Linked DNA regions of Mus musculus: regions 2 and 3 are each linked to region 1. Evidence: chromatin contacts called from public promoter capture Hi-C data. All regions are on one chromosome and are shown on one strand. The core of a region is the stretch at or near the end of the contact, and the rest is flanking DNA. Distances in the headings are between cores, read along the strand shown. Region 1 holds the start of Lamtor4 (late endosomal/lysosomal adaptor, MAPK and MTOR activator 4). Region 2 holds the start of Hip1 (huntingtin interacting protein 1). Region 3 holds the start of Tmem120a (transmembrane protein 120A).

What was found. Promoter capture Hi-C pulls out the DNA fragments that hold promoters and counts their contacts.
Region 2: a promoter capture Hi-C map of liver shows a contact between it and region 1, with 2.7 times the contacts expected there. The contact joins the promoter of Hip1 here to the promoter of Lamtor4 in region 1. A contact is called at or near these places in 2 of 39 promoter capture datasets (liver and pre-B cells) and 1 of 484 Hi-C or Micro-C datasets (CD4 T cells).
Region 3: a contact with region 1 is called in a promoter capture Hi-C map of liver, with 2.2 times the contacts expected there. The contact joins the promoter of Tmem120a here to the promoter of Lamtor4 in region 1. A contact is called at or near these places in 2 of 39 promoter capture datasets (liver and pre-B cells).

What each region holds. Positions count from the first base shown.
Region 1 is chr5:138,253,811-138,257,671 of GRCm38.p6, reverse strand. Lamtor4 (late endosomal/lysosomal adaptor, MAPK and MTOR activator 4) reads right to left here and starts at 2,190. Exons shown (of 4, transcript NM_001081108.2): 1 at 1,869-2,190; 2 at 1,339-1,419. The coding sequence starts at 1,871.
Region 2 is chr5:135,543,422-135,547,282 of GRCm38.p6, reverse strand. It overlaps Hip1 (huntingtin interacting protein 1), which reads left to right and starts at 2,161. Exons shown (of 31, transcript NM_146001.2): 1 at 2,161-2,346. The coding sequence starts at 2,227.
Region 3 is chr5:135,741,907-135,745,767 of GRCm38.p6, reverse strand. Tmem120a (transmembrane protein 120A) reads left to right here and starts at 1,596. Exons shown (of 12, transcript NM_172541.2): 1 at 1,596-1,720; 2 at 3,369-3,487; 3 at 3,686-3,802. The coding sequence starts at 1,640.

The sequences.
Region 1 (3,861 bases), core at 941-3,440:
GTAGAGTACATGTAGAAGTACTTTACCTAGTAATTATCTCTGGGCTGTGGGGGTGGCTCAGTGGATAAGAGTTTTTGCTGTACAAGCAAGAGGACTTGAGTTCAAATCCGTCAGGAATGACCACACTCACACCTGGAATCCCAGCACTGTGGGTGTACAGCCATGTGGACTGCTGAGGCTTGCTCAAGGCCGCCAGTCTAGGTACGGGTTCAGAGACCCTGCCTTAAGGAATAAGGCAGAGAGAGTGGTGAGAGTGGGTCTCTAATGCCCTACAATGGCTTCAGCACATGCATGGGCACACACCCGTGCAGGCACTAAAAACATAAGCTAAAATGTCTTCTGTCCTTGCTCCTCACTGCTACCAGTCCAGTTTCCTGCTTATATGGCTCTCCTGGGACACTTGTGCTACACCATTTCTGTGAGTCACAGTTGTTTTAAAACCCTTTAACCCTCAAGATTTGTCGAAAGATGTTGAAGCTAGCCGCAGGAAGTTCAGTATCAGTCTTACCACAGCATCCTTCCTCTTCAAATGGTTTCAACACAAAACCACGGCCAACTCGGGCACTGGCACACTCAGGCAAGCATGCCCGGCTCCCAACCCTGAGGGTTCTTTTCTCTTTCACAATTTTCTGCCCTTGCAGCGTAGCTCAATTCCTGCCTCTAGAGAAGTCTTGCCCCCACCCCACCCCACCTCACCCCCCAAAATTCTAGAGGCAGGCAAAAATGGATCAGAGCATAAAAGTGCTTGCCTCAATGCCTGATGACCTGAGTTCAATCCTCAAGACCCACATGGCAGGAGAATTCACTCCAAAGTGTCCTCGAACTTTCACCCCCTGTGGCACCCATACGTGCGTCCCTACAAGAATTTAACAAATAAAAACAAACTACAACTAACTAACTAATTGTATAACTTGGGTAATGGTTTGTTTGTTGTTTTTTGAGGCTGAGTTACATGTAGTCCAGGTTGTGATTGAATTTGATATGTAGCCAAAGATAAGCCTGAACATCTAACCCACTGTTTCCACCTTCCAAGTGCTGGGACTACACTCTGTTTGGTTTTATGCAGTATTGGGATTGAAGAGAAGGCTCTGTGCATGCTAGGCAACTCATTCTCCGTACTAAGCTACCTCCCCAACCTTTTGGTAATTAGCTTTTATACCACATATCCAAATACTACATAAAGCTTACTATATGGCAAGCAAGGAACCACAGAGAAGACAAAAAGAGACAACTTGGAAATATTTGAAGGGATTTCTGGGCTGTGTGTCCCCAAAGGACCCCCCCACACACACACACACACACACCCTCCACCCCACGCTTTGCTTTCCCACAACGCACCGCCAGCACTGCACCTTCGCTCAGCACCAGGTAGCCAAGCTGGTCTGGGATTCGCTCCAGCCCTTGGGTCAGTGCGGAAGTCTAGAGGGTAAAGAGACAAGGAGAATCATGACAGCCTTGCAAACCCATCTCCCTCCTGGATATGAGCCTTCCAAGGCCCTCATAATGGCTTGTAACACTGAGTCTCCATCCACGGTCACTATTGGACCTCTGAGCTCTTCCACTTGTCATGTAGGTGACCCAGGAGGCCTTCCTAGCCCCTCAACCCCTCCTCATGTCCCTTCCCACTCCAGTCCCCTTATGCCCCGCCCCTTGTGCCATCTAGACTACTCCCCCGCTGCAGAACACCCGGTAGCGGAGCCTTCCTTCTCCAGCCCTCCCTGTCGCTTCCCTCCCATCTCTGTTCCCTTTCGGTCCCAGGGTGGACTGGAGGTGACAGTGAAATGCAAGCCATAAGGTGGCAACAGAAGCTCGGAAAACAGGGACGCGGAACCGCAGGCGTGCACACCCGCGCATGCGTCCACACTCACCATCGCAGCCGTAGGTGCAGTGTAAGCAGTCTGCCGGATAGGTAGTTTCCGGCTCCAGGCTCGGGTCAGGTGGTTTCACCAGCTGACTGTAGCCCAGCCCTTCGCTTGAGGATTGGATGGCGGGTATGTCATTATACTTTATCAACCACTGCGGAGCCCCGCTTTCCGAACACATTCGTGGATTGGTTGCATTTCCCCGCCCCTCAGGATTTGCCTGCGAGAGTTGTCCGGAGAGTCGCGGGGCAGTGTCGCCACACGAACGTGCACTGCTTCTATCCTTTGCAATAGGAATATGCATCTGCCGGTGGCTTCCAAGAAGAAAGTAGAACAGTCCGGTGATGTAAGAGGAGTCTTAGGTGTCACTGTTCAACCTGAAAAGAGAAACTAATGTACCAATGTGAAAGACGATGGTTTGGTTTACACGTGAAAAGCTGTTCACGTGTTAACTTTCTGCCTTGAGTATATGTGTTAAGAGTGGATCGGCCCAAATATGGCTATGAATGAGTAAATCAAATTTGCTGTGTACACACAGTAGTGTAAGATCAATACAAGATGATAATGTCCTGACACCAAATGCAGCTTGAGAATCTCCAAAACAAGAGAAAGCAGGCCAGGGAGATGGCTTCAGAGACCACTCAGCCTTCAGAGGCTCAGACCCAACCAAAAGGACGGGTTGTGAAAGGGCAGGTTCATAAGGCTATATATTATGTGGTCCCATCTATGTAAGACGCTTAGCTGTGACTATTGCCGAATGCTTGTAATCCTAGTTTAAAGCCTGAGAGGCCGAGGATTGGGCTGAATAGGGAGTTCAGTGCCAGACTGAGGCCTGAGCTACCTACCAAGATCCTGATTAAAACACATACACTTCTTGCAAATACAGAAAAACTGAAAGCAATTACTAGTTGGTAGTGGGGCAAGAAAAAATAGGAAGTGCTTATTAATGAGGGTATGGCAGGGCATGTGATTTAAGCTTTTTGGAATTCATATTGAAGTCTGCATATCTTTGTGAATGTGCCGAAGTTACTAAGTTGTACACTAAATTAGTGAATTATATCCCCCACCCCATTTATTTTCAGTGCCAAGAAGCAAAGTCAGGGCCTTATGCATACTGGGTGTGGGTCTGTACCCACAGCACTAAACAAAGAAAGTCGTCCACCCCAAATCATCTTGTAGAAGCAGCAGCTAATTAGAGAAAATGAGGCAAGGCTGTAGCTATCGTTTCAAAACTTGCCTAGCATGCATAGGCCCCAGATTCAATCATCATGACCAAAAAATTGAAGTAGGGCTGGCAAAGTGGCTCAGCGGGCAAAGGTGCTTGGCACCATTGCTCTGAAGTGGGTATACAAATATCAACAGCTGCTTTGTACAATCCAGAGAATGGTCTACAGTAGCCACAATTTTTATTTTGAACGAGTGACTTTATAAAGTGAGTGAGAGAGAGAGAGAGAGAGAGAGAGAGAGAAGCACATCAATTTCCATCAAATCAGGTACTCAAGTATCCAAGTATCCAGCCAAAACTACCTGAGGAAGTCCCTTTAAGACAACTACGAACAGACAGAGTTCTGGGCAGAGCAGAGAGTTTCTTCAGGGAAGGCTTCTAAGTAAAAGAACAGAAATCATGAAATTGGGAGCTTACAGACATCCATCCAAAACCAACCTGGAGAGGCTGAGGTTGCTAGCTGGAGTTCTGGATTACGTTTTCACACCATGACTGAGCATTCAGCTTCTCTATAACATTGCAGGAACTTTTTTACCATGCGTGAGCCCTGGGGATCTCTGTTGGAAATGGTTTACCTGGCAGCTGTTGTCAAGGGCAATTTGCTTGTTGGCTTAATTGGTTGGTTGGTTGGTTGGTTGGTTGGTTGGTTGGTTGGTTGATTGGTCATTCTTGAGACAGAATATCACTAATGTAGACTAAGCTAGCCTAGAACCCAAAGAGCTCCTCTGGCCTCTGCCTCTGAAGTTCTATGATTGAAGGTGTGCTCCACCATTC
Region 2 (3,861 bases), core at 912-3,411, 2.7 Mb after region 1:
CACTTTCATCTAGGCTTTGTAACTTGGTGCCCACAATGCCACTGTGCCCAGCAAAAGCCTTCTTGGTGCTTGCAAATGCTCACTCCTCTTTTATGCCTCTATCAAATGTGAACTTTCACCCAGGCTTTAATTTAGAAAAAGTCATTGGCCGCTTCGAATTAAACTCCTCTTCTGATGATGGCACAGTAGTGAAAGCCATTGCCGAGCAAGGGTGTGTGTGCACATCGCCACAGTCGGGACCCTAGGCCAGCTGGTTTGTGTGGCCCGCCTAGAAATTCCAGCCTCTGAAGTGGGAGACAGAGACTCTTCAGAGCCAACAGGCTAGTGTGGCTAGCCATATCAACAAACCCTGAGTTCCATGAGACCCTAAGTCAATGCGAGATTCAAGAGTGATGATGACCCCTGACATCGGCCTCAGATCTCCATGTGCACAGGTGCACGAATGTGCTTGCACACGGTGCGACACACCTGCAAACCGCATCTCTTTCAGTGTGGGAGGCTGGGGGGAGGGTGTCTGTGGGTAGTCTGTATACAGGTATATGCCTGTAATCCTAGCATTCAAGAGGCTGAGGCAGGATTTCTGGGAGTTCAAAGCCAATCTCAACTTTTTAGTGAAATATTATCTTTGTGCATGTAGGTGTGCATGTGTGTGCAGTACTGGCTGTCCTGGAACTCACTCTATAGACAAGGCTGGCCTTGAACTCAGAGATCCATCTGCCTCTGCCTCTTGAGTGCTGAGACTAAGGCTGTGGACCATCACCACCCGTCTTGAAACACTGTTTTTAAAGAGCATCCCTGGTGTGACCACTCAGTGGGTAGGTTGCTACACTAAGCCTATCACTCAAGTCAGATCCTGGGGTCCACACGGTAGAGAACAGAATCTAATTTGCTTTCTGACCTCCACAGAGTGCTGCCGTATGAACACAGTCCCACACATACACACAGGTACAAAATGTGTGTAAAACGTTAAAGGAAAGTCAAGCCTAGAGGCCCACGCCTATAATCCTAACAGTTGAATGGAAGAGGCAAGAGGCTCAGGGATTCAAGGGACTCAGCGACATAGTGAGTTTGATATTGTCATTAATTAAAACATTGCCTAGTACAAGTGAGACTTGTACTGGCTTCTATTGCAGAGCTAGATGGATAGCACCATCAAATTGCTTAATGCTTAACGGTGCCACTAGTTCTGTTAGTGAAGAACCTGTAACTTTTTTCTTTGCTGAGGAGCACTTCCCAGTCTGTAGGTGCTCCCAGAACAGGATGGGAGGAGTGGACCCTACCATAGTTGAACAAAGAGCATCTGTTGGGGTTTCTACCGAGATAAGGTGAGAACGAAGCAAAGTTTGGAAAGCTCTGGGGAGATCCTCGCAATCACAGGCCAGTATTTGGGGACCCTCCAGAACGGTCCTCCAGAACGGGCAGAAAGGAATGCACGAGGAGGGGACTTCGAGGACCACTAAGGCCGCCATCGCGGGTCCACACTGACGCAGAGTTCCCCAGCAAGCCGGTGAAGCATGGTGTGCAGCCATGCTTCCCTTGATCTGCCTTTCCATCCCCTCGGGAACTCGTGGCGCCGGCTGGACCGCAGGTCCTACTGCTCAGAAACCCGCAGCAGAGAAGGGCCCAGGAGGTGGCGCTTCGAAGTAGGGTGGAGTCAGCAAGGGCTGGTCTGTGGCAGCCAGGCCCCACCCACTAGCATGACGGACAAGCCTTCAGAGCAATCATAGTGCTTTTATGGTCCTGGGGGGTGGGAACAAAGGAAGAGTGACGGATGTAGGGTGGAGCCAACAAGAAAAGGTTAGGGCAGCCCATCAAGCCAGCCTGTTGACAGATAAGTCTTCAGACCAATGACAGTGCATGTAGAGGCCTGGAAGGCGGTGCATCGATTATGGGGCGGAGCCTAGGGGGCAGGTTAGGACAGCAGCCCACCAGGTCCTGCCCACTAATGATAATGGACAAACCTTCAGACCAGTCATAGTATGCGGACCGCCCTGAGGCGGGCAGCGGGTGAAGTGAGCGGAGCGCCTCCGAAGTGGGAAGAGGGGTGTGGGGAAAAGCCTCTTGGAAACATGGGGTGGGTTCTGAGGGAGATGGACAGCGCTGTCAACCAATGGAAGACGGAATCTGTCCCCGTTAGCGCCGGATCCCCGCGGGTAGGGAGGGGCGGGAGGCTCCGCGGGGATCCCGGGGCGGCCGAGGGCCCCTGACTCTGTTCACCCAGACAACATGGACCGAATGGCCAGCTCCATGAAGCAGGTATCCAACCCGCTGCCCAAAGTGTTGAGCCGCCGCGGAGTTGGTGCTGGGATGGAGGCTGCGGAGCGCGAGAGCTTCGAGCGGACTCAGGTGAGATTCGAGAACCCTGGGGCATCCCTGGGGCACTTGGAGTGATGCAGGGTGCAAGAGAGGCTTGGAAGGGAGTGGGACTTGCAGACTCGGGAAGGAATTAGGCAAGGTGGCTGCGATCGGAATCATTTTGGGGTAGGGAACTAGGCGGGTCCCAGGGAGGTTCGGGATCTACCTGGGCATCTCCACTGGCATAGGGGTCGGGGTGCACTCTGGGGAACTGCAGATTCCTGCGGCTGAGGGGACGGTCTCAGTGAGCACCATCAGGGGTCACAAGGGAGGCTAAAGGGAGTTGAAAGGGGACTGACGGAAGGGTGCTCCTGGATAGGGGAAGCACTTGGAAGTCGCTTGGTTTTTGCCAAGTGTGGGAACGCCAAGGTGGGGGTGTGAAGGGTGGCTCTGGTCGCCTTACTTTAGTATTGACTCTCCCTACACTTCCCAGCATCTCGCTCAACGGTGCCTCTAACTTGGCTCTCAGCAGCCCCAGCTGTTGGCCTCAGAGGCTGGGCCAAAGGGGTCTGAGTGATGGGAAGGACCGTAAGAAATGTGAAGTGTGGTCCAACTTGTAAAATGGCCCGGGGGTTTGGAGGAACGGGGACGCGCAGCCTGGGGTAGGAATTGAGGCGCTTGGATTGTCAGAGCTTTGCGTGCCGGCATAAGCTGTCCAGTGATACTCAGACTCCTGATTTGAGGTTTTGCTTTCACCCTCCAAAATATGCCTGACAGCTAATAAGCAGACCGCCTGCCTTATTTGTCTGGTCTGACCAGGGCAGATGGCCAAAATTCCACCGCAGTTATCAACAAAAAGCCACTATCCAGTTTTACCTCAGGCTTTTATGCATGCTGTATTGATCGGACTGAATCAAGTTGTGAGGCTCGGGGTGTGTAGTCATCAGTTCATCTGTATGTAAAATCTGTTTCTGAGAGTACAACTCCTCGGATCCCACTGCGGATGCCGGGCCGGTAGATTTCTTCTACTCTGGCTCTCCGAGTTCTACTTTGAAGATCTGAGTTGACTTCAGCCAGAGGCAGGTCCCCTGTCGTGTTCTGTGAGTAGGAAAGATGGAAGAGATAGGGAGGGCCTGTGTGTTCTATAAATGGACCTTGCTCGGAAGAAAGCCTTTTCACCCCAGGGGACTTTACACCACCTCTTGTTTCTGAGACCCCTGGGTCCACTTCTTGTGTCTGAGGGGGGAAATGGGGTAGTTGTACCCCGGGAGGGGAAAGAGAGACCACCGTCCACTTACCTCTCAATGTCTATAGAGTTTGGAGCTTTTTAAATTTCTCAGATCTTTTGAACCTTGGGCGTTGTTGCCAAAAAAAAGAAAAAAAGAAAAAAAAGTTTTCATATCCCCCCCCAACCTCTTTTATTTTTAAACTGAAAGAAGAAAATAAACTGGAGCTATTTTATAGCATCCGACTTAAAACTGAGGCAATAAGTTAGACATAAAAGTTTGAGCTTACGGCCAGCGGAGGTGGCTAAGGGGTAAAGGCTCCTGCCAACCAGTCTGGCCA
Region 3 (3,861 bases), core at 347-2,846, 2.5 Mb after region 1:
TTTCTTCCAATTGCTAGGAATACAGGCCTGTACAACCACACCAAGCTTGTGGTACTAGGAAGCAAACCCAAGCCTTCCTGCAAGTAGGCATTCGCCAACTAAGCCACATCCCCAAACCCCCCAAATTCCACAAAATCTTCCATGTTTTTGTTACACCATATTTAAAATTATGCACTGTGCCTTGCTTGCATGCACTTCTTTTTTTGCCTGCATATATGTCTATGCACCACATATGTGGGCCTGGTACCAGTGAAGGCCAGAGATGGGTATTGGATCGCCAGGGACTGGAGTGACAGATGGTTGTGAACTACTATGTAGACCTAGGCATTGAAGCCAGGTCCTCTGTAAGAGCAGCCAGTGCTCGTAAGCCGAGCTTCTCTCCAGCTTTATTCTAGATGTCTAGGCGTGCCATGGTACCTGTGTGGACGTCAGAGAACACGTTGCTGAAACCGATTCTCTATTTTCACAACGTGGGTCCTGGGATCAAACTGAAGTCACCAGACTTGGCCACAGGCACTCTTACCTGCTGCGCCCCCTCATGGGCCACAAGTCCCAAAAGCTCTTCCTCAGACTCAGAACAAGTCCGGGTGGAGGCGCTTACAAGGGGACTGATGAAGAATGTAGGGTGTGATGTGGGTGGTAGGTAGAGTGAGTGCGTGTCCTTGGCGAGGGTGACCAGGAACTTCTGATTCTTCCGTCTGCACCTTCCAAATGTTTGCATCACTGGCATGCGCCTCTGCATCTGATCCCCCCCGGCCCACCCCCCACCCCACCCCCATCCCCCCGCCAGGGTTTCTATGTGTAGCCTTGGCTGTCCTGGAACTCACTCTGTAGACCAGGCTGGCCTCGAACTCAGAGATCCACCTGCCTATGCCTTCCAAGTACTGGGATTAAAGGCGTGCGCTGCCTTTAACTACTGCCCCGCACTGCATCTGATGTTTTGTGTGGTGCTTGGGTGAATTGCCCTCTGAGCTTCCAGCATGCTGGGCAAGTTCTGTACCGAGTCTGTAACTTGAACCGCACTGGTAAGGCTTCGGAAGTGACACGGTAGGAAGTTTAGGAGAGGCAGCCTAAAAGTTAAGGACGGAGGAGAGCTTGGAGGACTCAGGGCCAGGAAAGGAGTATCTGTAAAAGCTGAGAGACGAAGGCTGTCCCTAGAGAGGCGCAGCTTCTCAAGGACAAAAGTGTATGAAGAGTATGAGGTGGCTCACGCTTCTAATCTCTGCACGCGGCGAGTCAGAGGCAGGGGTATTTCTTGGTTCCAGACCAGGCTGAGCTACATAGTGAGACACTATCTAAAAATTTCAAAGTGTTAGAAGCACGTGTCTCCTTGGTTTGTGAGTGGTCCGAGGAAGCAGACTTCTCGGGTAAAAATGCTGGCCGCCCAGCTCTGGTCTCAATTCGAGGAGACGCCCTGCGGGCCCATGTCCCCGCCCAGCTCTCGTCCCTGGCTCTGATTGGCTGCTCCTAGGGGCGGGGCTCACGCGCAGATTACGCCGGGCCTTTTCCCGTTGGCAGTCACGGCGGCGCGAGCCCGGAAGCGGACGGGGGCGGTGGCGGAGGCTTCTCCGGCCGGCCGGGGTTGCAGCTCCGTCCTCCCCACTCGCGGCTCTCCGCGGCCAGTGGCGTGGACAAAGACATGCAGTCCCCGCCCCCGGACCCGCTGGGCGACTGCCTGCGCAACTGGGAGGATCTGCAGCAGGACTTCCAAGGTATCCAGGTGAGCGTCCCTGCGGCCATCCAAGCCCCGAGCCACGTCTCTGTCTCGGGGACAAGGGTCAGGCAGTACTAGGTCACACATAAGGCAGCTCGGAGGGGTCAGGGGTCGAGACTCTCCCCTACTTTTCTTCTTAAATGTCTGATGGGAGCCCGGATTGCCCGCGCGTCCCCGGCGTGCCTGGGCGGGATCCCTCTGTGCCGGGATATCTCGACTTTGTGCAAAGGCCTTGAAAACTGATCAGGACTCTTCTGTTGCCCCTCCCCCTGCACTGCTACCCGATCTGGGACCCAGTCCCCTTCCTAAAGAGCAGTCACCCGAGGCAGAACCCAACGGGGCCCAGCCTTTTGGGTCAATTACCCTGCAAACTTGCAGCCGGACAACGCCTTCCCCGCCCTTGGCTAACTCTGCTGAACGCCGCAGGGAAGCAAGTTTAGGTAAAATTCGGGCCTGGTTGGGGAAATCTCAGCCATCTGAGACGGAGGGACAGCGCCCACCTAGGGACAAGAAGAGGCCCAGTACATGTGGCTCTTTCTTGTAGGGAGAGGTGGGCGGGGCAGACTGTACCAGGACCTCCTGGATTGGTAGAGCGACCACTGGAAAACCTCCCATCCCAGGATGGTGTTGTTTGTGGCCACTCTGTCTCCATACCAGAGAGAAGGAAACCAATGCTTCCTGGAAGGCTGTCACTGGGCAGAGGTGGCACATGCTAGAGTTTGAGGAGGATGCGGCAGCTTATTTTGGCATGAGAAACAGACCTAAATAGTGGAGCCTGGCCAATAGGAGACTAGGTTAGACCTTTGCCTCTATTGGACTGTTGCCTAGCCTCATGTGTCCAGGTTTCCCCAGAACGCTGGCACTAGAACTCTCCCTAGAGACCTACACAGCTCCATGTCTCCCAGTTTTGCCATCACCACGATGACCTCAGCCCCTGCCTTGATTTCCCCACACTGCCCCTTGCCCTTCGTTTAGGCTGCAACTTGCAAGGCTCACCCACCAGGGCAAAGTACTTGGGGAAGCTTTGGACCAAAGGTGCTTGCAGGAGGGGAGTGGATGGGAGGGACTGGCCTTAGGGCGGGAAGCCTGACGACCTTTAACCTGAGATGAAACGTCAGGAATGCCAGGGTAGAAGGCAGCATGGCTATCCCTGATTTCCATTCTTTCAGGCTGGGTAGGTAGGAGGATCTGAGAAAGGAAGGGGTGAGTTTAGGCAGCCCCTTTGAGAGCAGCAGTTCTCAGCCTGTGGGTCACCACCCCTTCAGGGAGATTGGATTACCTTTTCACAGGGATCACCTAAATAGCAGAATTACAGATAGGAAATAGCAATGAAAACAATTTTGTGGTTGGGTGGGTCAGCACAGCATGAGGACTGTATTAAAGGGTTGCAGTGTTAGGAAGGTCGAGAACCACTGGGCTAGAGTCCACTTAGAATTCAGACGCCCACCCGAGCTGGGGACAACTGACCTGTTGTTGAGGACATGTACCACGGAGGGTCTGAGATTACAGGAAGAAGCCTAGCTCCTGGCTTGCTTCAGGAGTGGAGCAGTCTCTGGGAGGTCCCTGGGCAAGCACAGAAAGTTCGACCTCTGAGAGAGCCAGTTCCCTGCCGGGGCAGCTCCCCAGTGAAGCCACCGCCTTCTCCTCATGCTAGGAAACACATCGCCTGTATCGCCTCAAGCTAGAGGAGCTGACCAAACTCCAGGCCAACTGTACAAACTCCATCACACGGCAGAAGAAGCGGCTCCAGGAGCTGGCCTTGGTGCTGAAAAAGTGAGGGGGGTGACGGCTTGCTGGGGGTGGGTGGTTGACGTGGGGAGGGGCATTTCCGCTGGGCTTCCCTTGGCATGGCTCTTCTATCCTTCCTCCCTGGGTTTTGTTCCTTTTCTCTGTCCCAAAGGGTTCTCACAGGGGTTCCTGCAGGACTGGGGCTCTCCCACCTGCCCTGCCTGACTCCTGCCATACTCCCAGATGCAGACCCTCTCTCCCATCCGAGTCCATGGAGGCTGCACAGGAGCTGGAAAACCAGATGAAAGAGCGCCAAGGCCTCTTCTTCGACATGGAAGCCTATCTGCCTAAGAAGAACGGGTGAGCCCCTTCTTCTTCCAGCTCCAGGGATGGGACGCCCTAGCCTGTCTCTCAGTCAT